2 separate regions of the Mus musculus genome follow, and region 2 is linked to region 1. The links are chromatin contacts, called in public HiCAR-type maps. All regions are on one chromosome and are shown on one strand. Each heading gives the region's core, a stretch centred on a gene start, on an enhancer-like site or on the middle of the called end of the contact. The rest is flanking DNA. Distances are from core to core; before and after follow the strand shown. Region 1 overlaps Ralgps1 (Ral GEF with PH domain and SH3 binding motif 1). Region 2 overlaps Ralgps1 (Ral GEF with PH domain and SH3 binding motif 1).

Region 1 (4,109 bases), core at 898-3,397:
AGGCGAAAGGAAAGTCCCTATTGTTGAAAACACCATACAACTAGGACACAGGAGCCAGGGGACTCAAGCTGGATCTTCCTCTGCAGGGAATAGCTTTCCTGGTACCAGAAGGCGCCATGCAAACTTCCAACAGGCCTGCCCAGTGGCGCCACTTATGAACCATGACCATGAGCATCACAGCATAAGAAGCCTAGGGTGCAGCAGACTCCTACCTCAGTGTTGACCAACAGCTCCCAAGCTGCTCAAGAGGGAGATCACACCCGGGTTACATCATGGTTCTCAGAGGAGACTCCACAGCCACAGCAGCACTGTACTGGACGTCCTTCCGCCCTCTCGTACAGCAGCACTGTAGTGTACTGAACATCCTTTCTGTCTGAGCTGCCGCTGAGCTTTGGAAAGATGGGTCTGACACAGGTGTGCCGTTTAGGACTGAGCACTCCATAGTATGTCTTACTCTCTCCATGGTGACAAACTGTGGGTCTCTGTTAGTTTTGATTTTAACTATGAAAGTTTTGGGTTCTCACCTAGGAAGTCAGACACAGGGAGACAGAAGAGACAGAAAGGGAACATGCACCTATCACTTAGCATGTGCACATCAGCCCTAGGGAGCTCAGAGGACAGCTGTCAGCCATTGTTATTTCTCTTCTACTGTGTGGTCCAGGGATGGAACTCGGGTACTCAGGCTTGACAACAAACCTCTTCCATACCGAGCCATCTTACCGCCCGTCCCTTACCTTTATTTCAATAAGGTGGATTACTCAAATGAGGAGCAATAAGCCTGGGCATTTTTCCATCTAATTTTAATAATGTAGTATAAATTTTTTCTATTATACCTCAGTTGGTTATCCTAAATTGTCTCACTGCATAATTCTTATAGTGGCTAATGGTGTTATCTGTAAACAGTGGCTGTGCCATGTGCGCCTTCATTACTTCACATGCGCTTTCTTTGTCTCATCCCATTGACTTGTGCATCAGCCATGAGAAGACACACTTCAACATCAGCAAGACTGTTTAGTTTTCTCTCTCCCTCCCTCCCTCCCTCCCTTTCTCCCCCCCTCCTTCCTTTCTTTCCTGCCCCTTCTTTTGTTACAGCATGGATACCATGCTCACAGGTCAAGGCTAGGTGCAGCCTGGTTCTAGAGTCTTCAGATCCACCACTGAGGTGCACAAAACAGGGCTCAGAGAATTGGAGCCAAAGCTGAGGGTGTATTTGCATGCATGGCTCTTCTTCTGACCCTTAACTTCTGCTGCGGGGTGGAAGAGACTAGTTCCCCCGGCTGGCACCACCCCACTCCACAGCCACCCTGTGGGGGCAGCACTGGCCTGTCATCTCTAAGCTAACCACCCTGCTTTCTCTGAGTGCTATAAAGAGTATCCAGAGGTGCAAACGTCATCAAAGGAAATGGAAGATGACTCCCAAAGTGAAAGACTCGGAAACCTGCGCCTACATTTGGTAGAACGGTGGCTGCCACGTGCCAAGCAAAACACTCGCAAGCTTGTCTTTCCAGAGCTGGCTCTGAAATCTGCTACTGTGCACAAAAAGGCTCCCCGAACGTCCCAGGCCATCAGGATCCCAGCCAGAGAGTGAGCTCAGAGACGGCTGCTTTAGTTGCCAAAGTATTTTCCATTTCCCCTAATACACTCAGATCTGTGGCCACTTGGTGCTTAGTCTTTAAGTACACCAAAAAAAAAAAAAAAAAAACCAAAGCTGTCGGCTTTATTCATGACTCAATGGAGAGTTCTGGGCCTCCGTCATCAATTTCCCTGCATTCTCTGGGAAATGAGCTGCAGATATTTGGAGGTCTAGGTAGATCAGCACTGATCTCTACTTTCTCAAAGCAGATCTTCTTCTGTTCTCTCAGCAGTGAAGTCCCGAAGGTCTCTTCTACCTGCACTCGTTTATTTTTGGTTGTCAGGCTTAGATGGTTGGAGTCCCCCATTTTTCTTTACAGTGAACGGACGGATACACGCAAATCCCCTCCAGGAAGTATTAGGAAAGCCATTTTGCCAGTACAGTGGGGCCATCTCCTTGAGTCCCACCCTTCTTCCACTATGGTCGGAGCCTGCTGCTCAGCCAGATCTGGACAGCCCAGGCCTGGCCTTGCTTCCCAGCACATTCCTATGGGCAGGGGCTGCAACCCAACCAGCAGGGGGAGCCGGAAGAAACTAGTGTTGTGGCTGTTCTGCCATTGGGCCAGCAGCACCGGCTAGGTCAGGCTGCACAGTGGAAGGCCTAACTAACCACATCTGTCCCCTATGTGTACCAGAACTCAATTTTCTTGGACAGTGACTCAGGACACTTGAACCCTGGGCTCTGGCCTCGTAGGCACCTCTTTGAAATCCATGCAATTTCTTTGTCCATTTATCCAGCACCAGTTTTACCCCATTCTACCTCCCTTCCTAGCAGCACACTGCTGCTGTCCCAGTAGGATTTGCTGTCCACACTGGGCATCAGGATACCCTTGCTACACGATCAGAGGATGCTGTGGGGTGAGGGGAGCATGGCTGCTGACCACCTGGAAAGCTGCAAGGACACAGCTCAGTTAGTGATGCCACTGTCATTGGCAAGGGTACTGATAATACAGATATTCAGAATGCCTCCCATATCTATCCTAGGCATAGGGGTAGAGCACCAGCCAGGGCATAGGCCCTGATCCTAGTAGCCTGATGAAGAAAGGCATTTGAAAGAGGCACAAATCGATGAAACATTAATATTCTTAGATGAGACAGAAAATGGCTTAGTTGTGTCCTTGACATCTGTGGTGTTTACTACGGTGCCCTTCTTTGCCTTCACCTTGCTTTAACTCCAGAGGGTGGCCTACTTCAAGTCACTGGCCACACAGGATTCCAATGAAGGAACCTAGTGGCTGCAGTTATTTCTGATGCTCAAAATTCCACATGCACACTGGAGGGAAGCTGTGGGGGTGCCAGACATCTGTGTTCAAGATCCAGCATCCTAATTTATGACTGATTTGGTTGCTGCCTATAGCTTCACAGGCCTTTGTGGAGACCAAGGGGCTGCAGAGTATCTGAACAGAGGGGACAGTCAGTAAAGCTACTTGAAAAACAACAGCAACAAGAGCGTGAGGAGGGGATGGGGATGTGTAATTAACCCTCACAGATCCTCCCTCAGTTTAGTGGTCACTAAAATTCCTGTAGATAAGAGAGAGCAGGGTGAGGTGGGGGTATTATGGCTAGAATCTATAAATAAGCTCAACACACTTTAAGATAGATGTGCAGGGCCGAGACTGAGTAACTCTGGGCCTTGTCTCTCTAAAGGGAGATCATCAGGGCTTGCCCTTTACTCTCAGAAGTTCAAGACTGGAAGAAGGAGCTGGCCTGGGCCCTGGCGTTCCCTGTGCTCCTCTGCTCACGTGCACTTGCGGCTGCTACTGGCAGGAGAGGCTGGGAGTGTGCCCAGAAAGAGACCCAAATGCCTGCATGCTGATAAACCTCAAAGCCCCATAGATTTCACCACATCCACGGATACAGTCCACGGAAAGACAACCCAGCAATGGGACATGGAAAATCACCTAAGTCCCGGGCTACAGAGCAAGGCCACAGAAAGAGAGGGCTCTGTCCCCTCAACAGCTTGGTCCAAGCTTTGGGACAGAGCACAGAGCACTAGAAATACAGCTCAAGAAGACAGGCTTCTGGATAGGAGAGTGGCTGAGAGGAAATGGGGGCAGAGGGCTAACTAAGTTAAAGCACACTTCAGAGTTAAGGCAGGGCACAGCTCAGAGCTTGCCTAACATACACGAGGCTTGGGCTTAGGTCCCTAGCATTGCAAAGACAAACAAACAAACACAGACCCTCAAAAACCAAAACAACCTTGGAGCCAAAACAACATCAGAGGCAACAAGGGGACAAGTGGGCGCCATGGGACACAGGGTGGTCAGTGTAGAAGGCCAGCCTGGCAAGTCCCACCACTGCCATGGGAAGGGGCAAGGGAAGAAACCTGTCTGAGGAAATGGGGGGGGGGGCTGGGAACAGCTAACCAGGGCACAGCCTGTCCCTCAGAAGAACTCAGCCTGTTCCAGGAAAGAGCCTTGTCCCTAGATACATCCTGCCTAAGCATCTAAACTAAACTAAAATCAGAAGTGAACAAG
Region 2 (4,109 bases), core at 655-3,154, 130 kb after region 1:
CTAAGGGGTCTCATAAGCTGTGGAAGATGGTAGTGTAGTGGTAGATCTGCCCAATCTAGGCACACAGCATGTATTCATATTAACTGTGTTGTGTTTTCATTGCCGGGGCATATTTGGGAGGAGATTTACTGCAGCACTTGTCTCCTCTCTCAGATGAAGAAATGAGTTGTAGGTCCTCTGCCTACACAATCACCTGTACCCATACTATGAGACACAGTCCACCACCTCTCCTCTCCTGATCTCTCTCTCTCTCTCTCTCTCTCTCTCTCTCTCTGGGGGGAGAGGGTGAGGGGGAACATGGACCACAGCATACTCATGAAGATCACAGAGGACAGCTCTGTGGAGTTGGAGTCTTCATCCACCTTTATGTGTTCTGGGACTCAAACTCGGGTCACCGGGCTCCTGGCACAGCAAAAGCCTTTACTCTCTGAGCCACCTTGAAGGCCCCTCCCAGCTATTTTACAGATAAGGAAAGGAAGACAGCAAGAGGAAAAGGCACTGGCCTTAGTTAGGCCTCCCAGCTAGAGAACAGCAGAGCCAGATTCCTCACAGATCTCACCAGCAGGGCTTGCCACTCCCTCCCCCATTACCCTGCCTGAGATCAAGCTGTTGCTCCTAAAGCCAGAGCCCAGACAGCCTGTGGGTGAAAACAGCTGCTCTGTGAGGCTCTGTTCTGTGTTGTGAGCAAGGCCTCTGTTTAGTGTCAGGTTATTAATTCACTTAAAAGGAAATTTGGTTTCTCACCAGTACTCATGTCATATCCATGCTCAAGAAAAGAGAAAAAATGAGTCTCAAAGTTCCAAAGTGCATTAATTCTGATGTGCTGCTGGCCAGGTCTACAGCCAGACCTGACTCCTGTGTCCACCATGCCTCAGCTGAAGAGGACCCTTTTCTACTGTGTTTTCAGTGTGACAAGAGTCACTAGACAGGAAAAAAACTAGAGACCAAAGAACAAATGACAGCTGTAAATGAAGAGCAGCAGCAGCAGAGGGAGGCCTTCAGCGCTTGCTGGCATCCACTCTGATGAGCCCTGTGCTAGGAGCCCCCCTCTTCTCACTGGATGACAAGTGCATGGTGCTGATACCTCATTCTTTAGTTTGAACAGAGGGAAGCAGCACTGCACAGACAGCAGGTAGGAAGGGACTCATCACAACAGTCTCCCCCTAAATACAGTCAGCAAACAACACTGGGCACCGCAGTAGGTCCCAGGAGATGGGGGAAGAGTCCTGCGGTTATAATCTAGGAAGGAGGCTTTAACCAGCAGACTAGTCAAATGACTACTAGAGGCAAAGGTGTCTACAGGAGTGGGTTAAAGGAAGTCACAGAACCCTGAAGCTCTAGCTGCACAACTGCACCCCATCTTCTGAGGCATCTGGACACTCCAGGTGGAGGGGGCAGCCTGCAGGAAGTAAAATGGGAGGGGACATGAAGGAGAACTAGCAAGGTAGGCTAGCTATTACAGACCCCATGGGATGCTGAAGGAGTATGGACTGCCTCCTGAGTAGAAAAGAGGAGGGAAGGCTCTAGGCAAGTCAGGAAGATGGTCAGAGAAACAGGTCTCTGGCTCCAAAGGAAAAATAGGAGCCAGGGCTGCCGAGGGCTTTGCCATCCATGAAAGAAGTGACCGCGGCTTTGCTTTTTTCTGTGCACACTGCCCAGAACTTGACCCAAGAGAGGGCTTTCAATGATGTCAGTGAAACCTCGCTCCTCACCACAGGCGACTGCCTGCTGGCAGCTCTCCCCCCTCTCCCAGAGCCAAAGGGAATCGAGGACACGCAGGGTTTGTCCCCCATCCAACATTGATCTCGGCTCTCTGGAATGTCCATGTCTTCAGAGGAGGCAGCACAGCCAGACAATAGGCCAGAGGGTCAGCTCCCGACCCATACAGCAGTGTCTCCCCGAGCCCCAGTGCACCCCTGCTGGGGAACTGTGGGCCTGCACTGAGCCCTGGGCTCCTGCAGTCCAGCCTATGTACATAGCAGCAAGTGTCCCACAGATGGCAGTCAAGTCTCCAGCTCCACATGAAGGGAGGCTGAAATAATTCCTTACACAATGGCCCTCTGCCTCAAACATTTGTTCTCAATGCCCCACCTCTTCCCTGTCCAGAGGCAGTCCTCTCTAAGGCTGCAGACAGTGAGGCAGGAAGATGCTGAGCATCTCTTCAGACCTAATGCCTGGCACCCAGGGAAGGTGGCTGTCCACTCTGGGTCTCACCTTCCTAGGTTACAGGCCAAACTCACTTTTTTCCCCTGGTTGTGGGTTCGTCCACAGTGCTGCCTGCTCTCTTGCCTTTTGGTACAACTTCACTTTCCCCTTCTTGCCCTCAGACCCTCATCTAAGGGCCTTTGTCTTCAACCCCACCTCAGCCCCTGCCCCACAGCACAGCCATCACCCACACGCAGTGCTCCTCCATCCCCACGTCTACCTTCTCAGTCTCCATGCTGCCTGGACCTCTGATCCTTTTAACCTCACCCCCCCACAGGCAAAGTCCCGAGCTGTGCTAGGATCATCCTACTCTAGGATCCGTTCCACTACCTCAGGCCCTGGTCCTCTTCTCTGCTTGCCCTGCACTCACAGCAGCTGGAAGCAGCCCTCACCAGACTTGCCATTCTCACCACCACTCTCCAGATCTATAGTCCTGCAGAATCCTCTGACCACCCTCACCACTCCAGAGAGGTCTACCTCGGAGTAGACAGCTAAAAGGGGCAGGGTGGGGGAAGCTTTCTCCTTTTAAAAATCCTTATCGGGCGTGGTGGCGCACACCTTTAATCCCAGCACAAGGGAGGCAGAGGCAGGCGGATTTCTGAGTTCGAGGCCAGCCTGGTCTACAGAGTGAGTTTCAGGACAGCCAGGGCTATACAGAGAAACCCTGCCTCAAAAATAAATAAATAAATAAATAAATAAATAAATAAATATCCTTCAGCGCTAAGCTCAAACTCTGGAGCTGAGTCCACCTAAGGCTCCCTGCCCTAACATGCCTAACAATGCCCAACTCAGAGCCAGAGAATCTACCTGCCCAGTCCAGCCCCTTTCATAGGCTCTTGCTCCCTGAAGATACCCAGAGGCCCTGTGTTTGGCTCTGTGTGTGCTACTGAGTCTCTAGACCTAGGCTTCGAGGCTCTTTTCTTGCCATTCCTTTACTGTGGTCCTCACTATCAGTCCTTGTCCCTGAAGCTGTAGCCCTGATCTTGTAGAGCCTGAACACACTTTCTGTGATAACCAACTTGTGCAGCTAGCGCTCAGACACATGGGAGCTGTGACATTCTGCTTCTGCAGTGGTCTGGGCTGCTGGCCTTCTTGGCTCTCTCATTCACCCACCCATACCATGCTCACTGCATGTTTTCCCCAACCCTCCGGTGCCCTGTGACCTTGTACTTCTTGTCCGCTTTTATTTGCATGTCTGTCTCATGCTGGAGTTCCTGCCATCCTTGTCTCTCAAGTGGTGGTGTCTTGGCACAGTGGACTGATGTATGACTGAGTAAAGGTGGGTCTAACTACTGGGAGATCTGACTGTGGGGAAGGGGCACCATGGGGAGAGGTGGCCAGAAACTGTGAAGACCAAGGGCACCCGGAGAAGCTTTGCATCTTGCTGAATTTGCTGGACACTCAGCCACTTGGGTCTGTCCCAACTTCAGCTGGTGACAGAACAACAGACTTCTGGGAAACTCTTGTCTATAGCCAGCATCCTTTAATGATGCCCTGGAAGAGCAGAGGGTGGAAAGAAATCCCCAGAATACCAGGCAGAGCAGCACTGAAAGCCGCCAACACACCATCTGTCTTCACTCCACGTGAAACTCCTTTTTCAGGTCACGATGGTTAATATCCTCAACTCAACAGGGTCTCGAGTCATCAGATGACAACCCTCTGGGCAAGTCTCTGAGGGCACTTTTAAAGTTGTTAACTGAAGTTGTCCCTAAACATGGCCAGCAGTAGCAGCCCATGGCTGGGATCCAGCACTGAACGAGAAGGAGAAAGAGAGCAGAGCCTGACTGCTCACCACTCTTTTCCTGACTGTAGGCACCACGAGGCCAGCTGCCTCACGCCCCATGCTGCCATGCCTGGCTGCCACTGGTAAACCGTGAACCAAAATAAGCTCTTCCTCCCAGACT

Evidence for each region. HiCAR-type assays count read pairs that join an accessible place to other places.
Region 2: a HiCAR-type map of astrocytes shows a contact between it and region 1, with 3 times the contacts expected there. The contact joins two enhancer-like sites. A contact is called at or near these places in 4 of 484 Hi-C or Micro-C datasets (CD8 T cells, bone marrow-derived macrophages, cerebral cortex and 1 more), 5 of 115 datasets of contacts at active chromatin or transcription factors (the HPC-7 cell line, astrocytes, embryonic stem cells and 1 more) and 1 of 9 other capture datasets (embryonic stem cells).

Annotation. Positions count from the first base shown.
Region 1 is chr2:33,183,309-33,187,417 of GRCm38.p6, forward strand. All of the region lies in intron 8 of Ralgps1 (Ral GEF with PH domain and SH3 binding motif 1), which reads right to left. It overlaps Gm13528 (a long non-coding RNA gene), which reads left to right. Exons shown (of 3, transcript XR_866131.3): 3 at 87-1,702. Among named protein-coding and RNA genes, the nearest start is that of Gm13528, 10 kb to the left of the region's middle. Within about 2 kb of position 2,148, at least 40 of the 459 cell types and tissues checked have an H3K27ac peak or open chromatin away from gene starts, as enhancers often do. A contact at or near this core is called in astrocytes, embryonic fibroblasts and heart atrium, where this site is marked.
Region 2 is chr2:33,314,852-33,318,960 of GRCm38.p6, forward strand. The region is part of intron 4 of Ralgps1 (Ral GEF with PH domain and SH3 binding motif 1); the gene reads right to left. Among named protein-coding and RNA genes, the nearest start is that of Ralgps1, 55 kb to the right of the region's middle. Within about 2 kb of position 1,905, at least 163 of the 459 cell types and tissues checked have an H3K27ac peak or open chromatin away from gene starts, as enhancers often do. A contact at or near this core is called in astrocytes, embryonic fibroblasts and heart atrium, where this site is marked.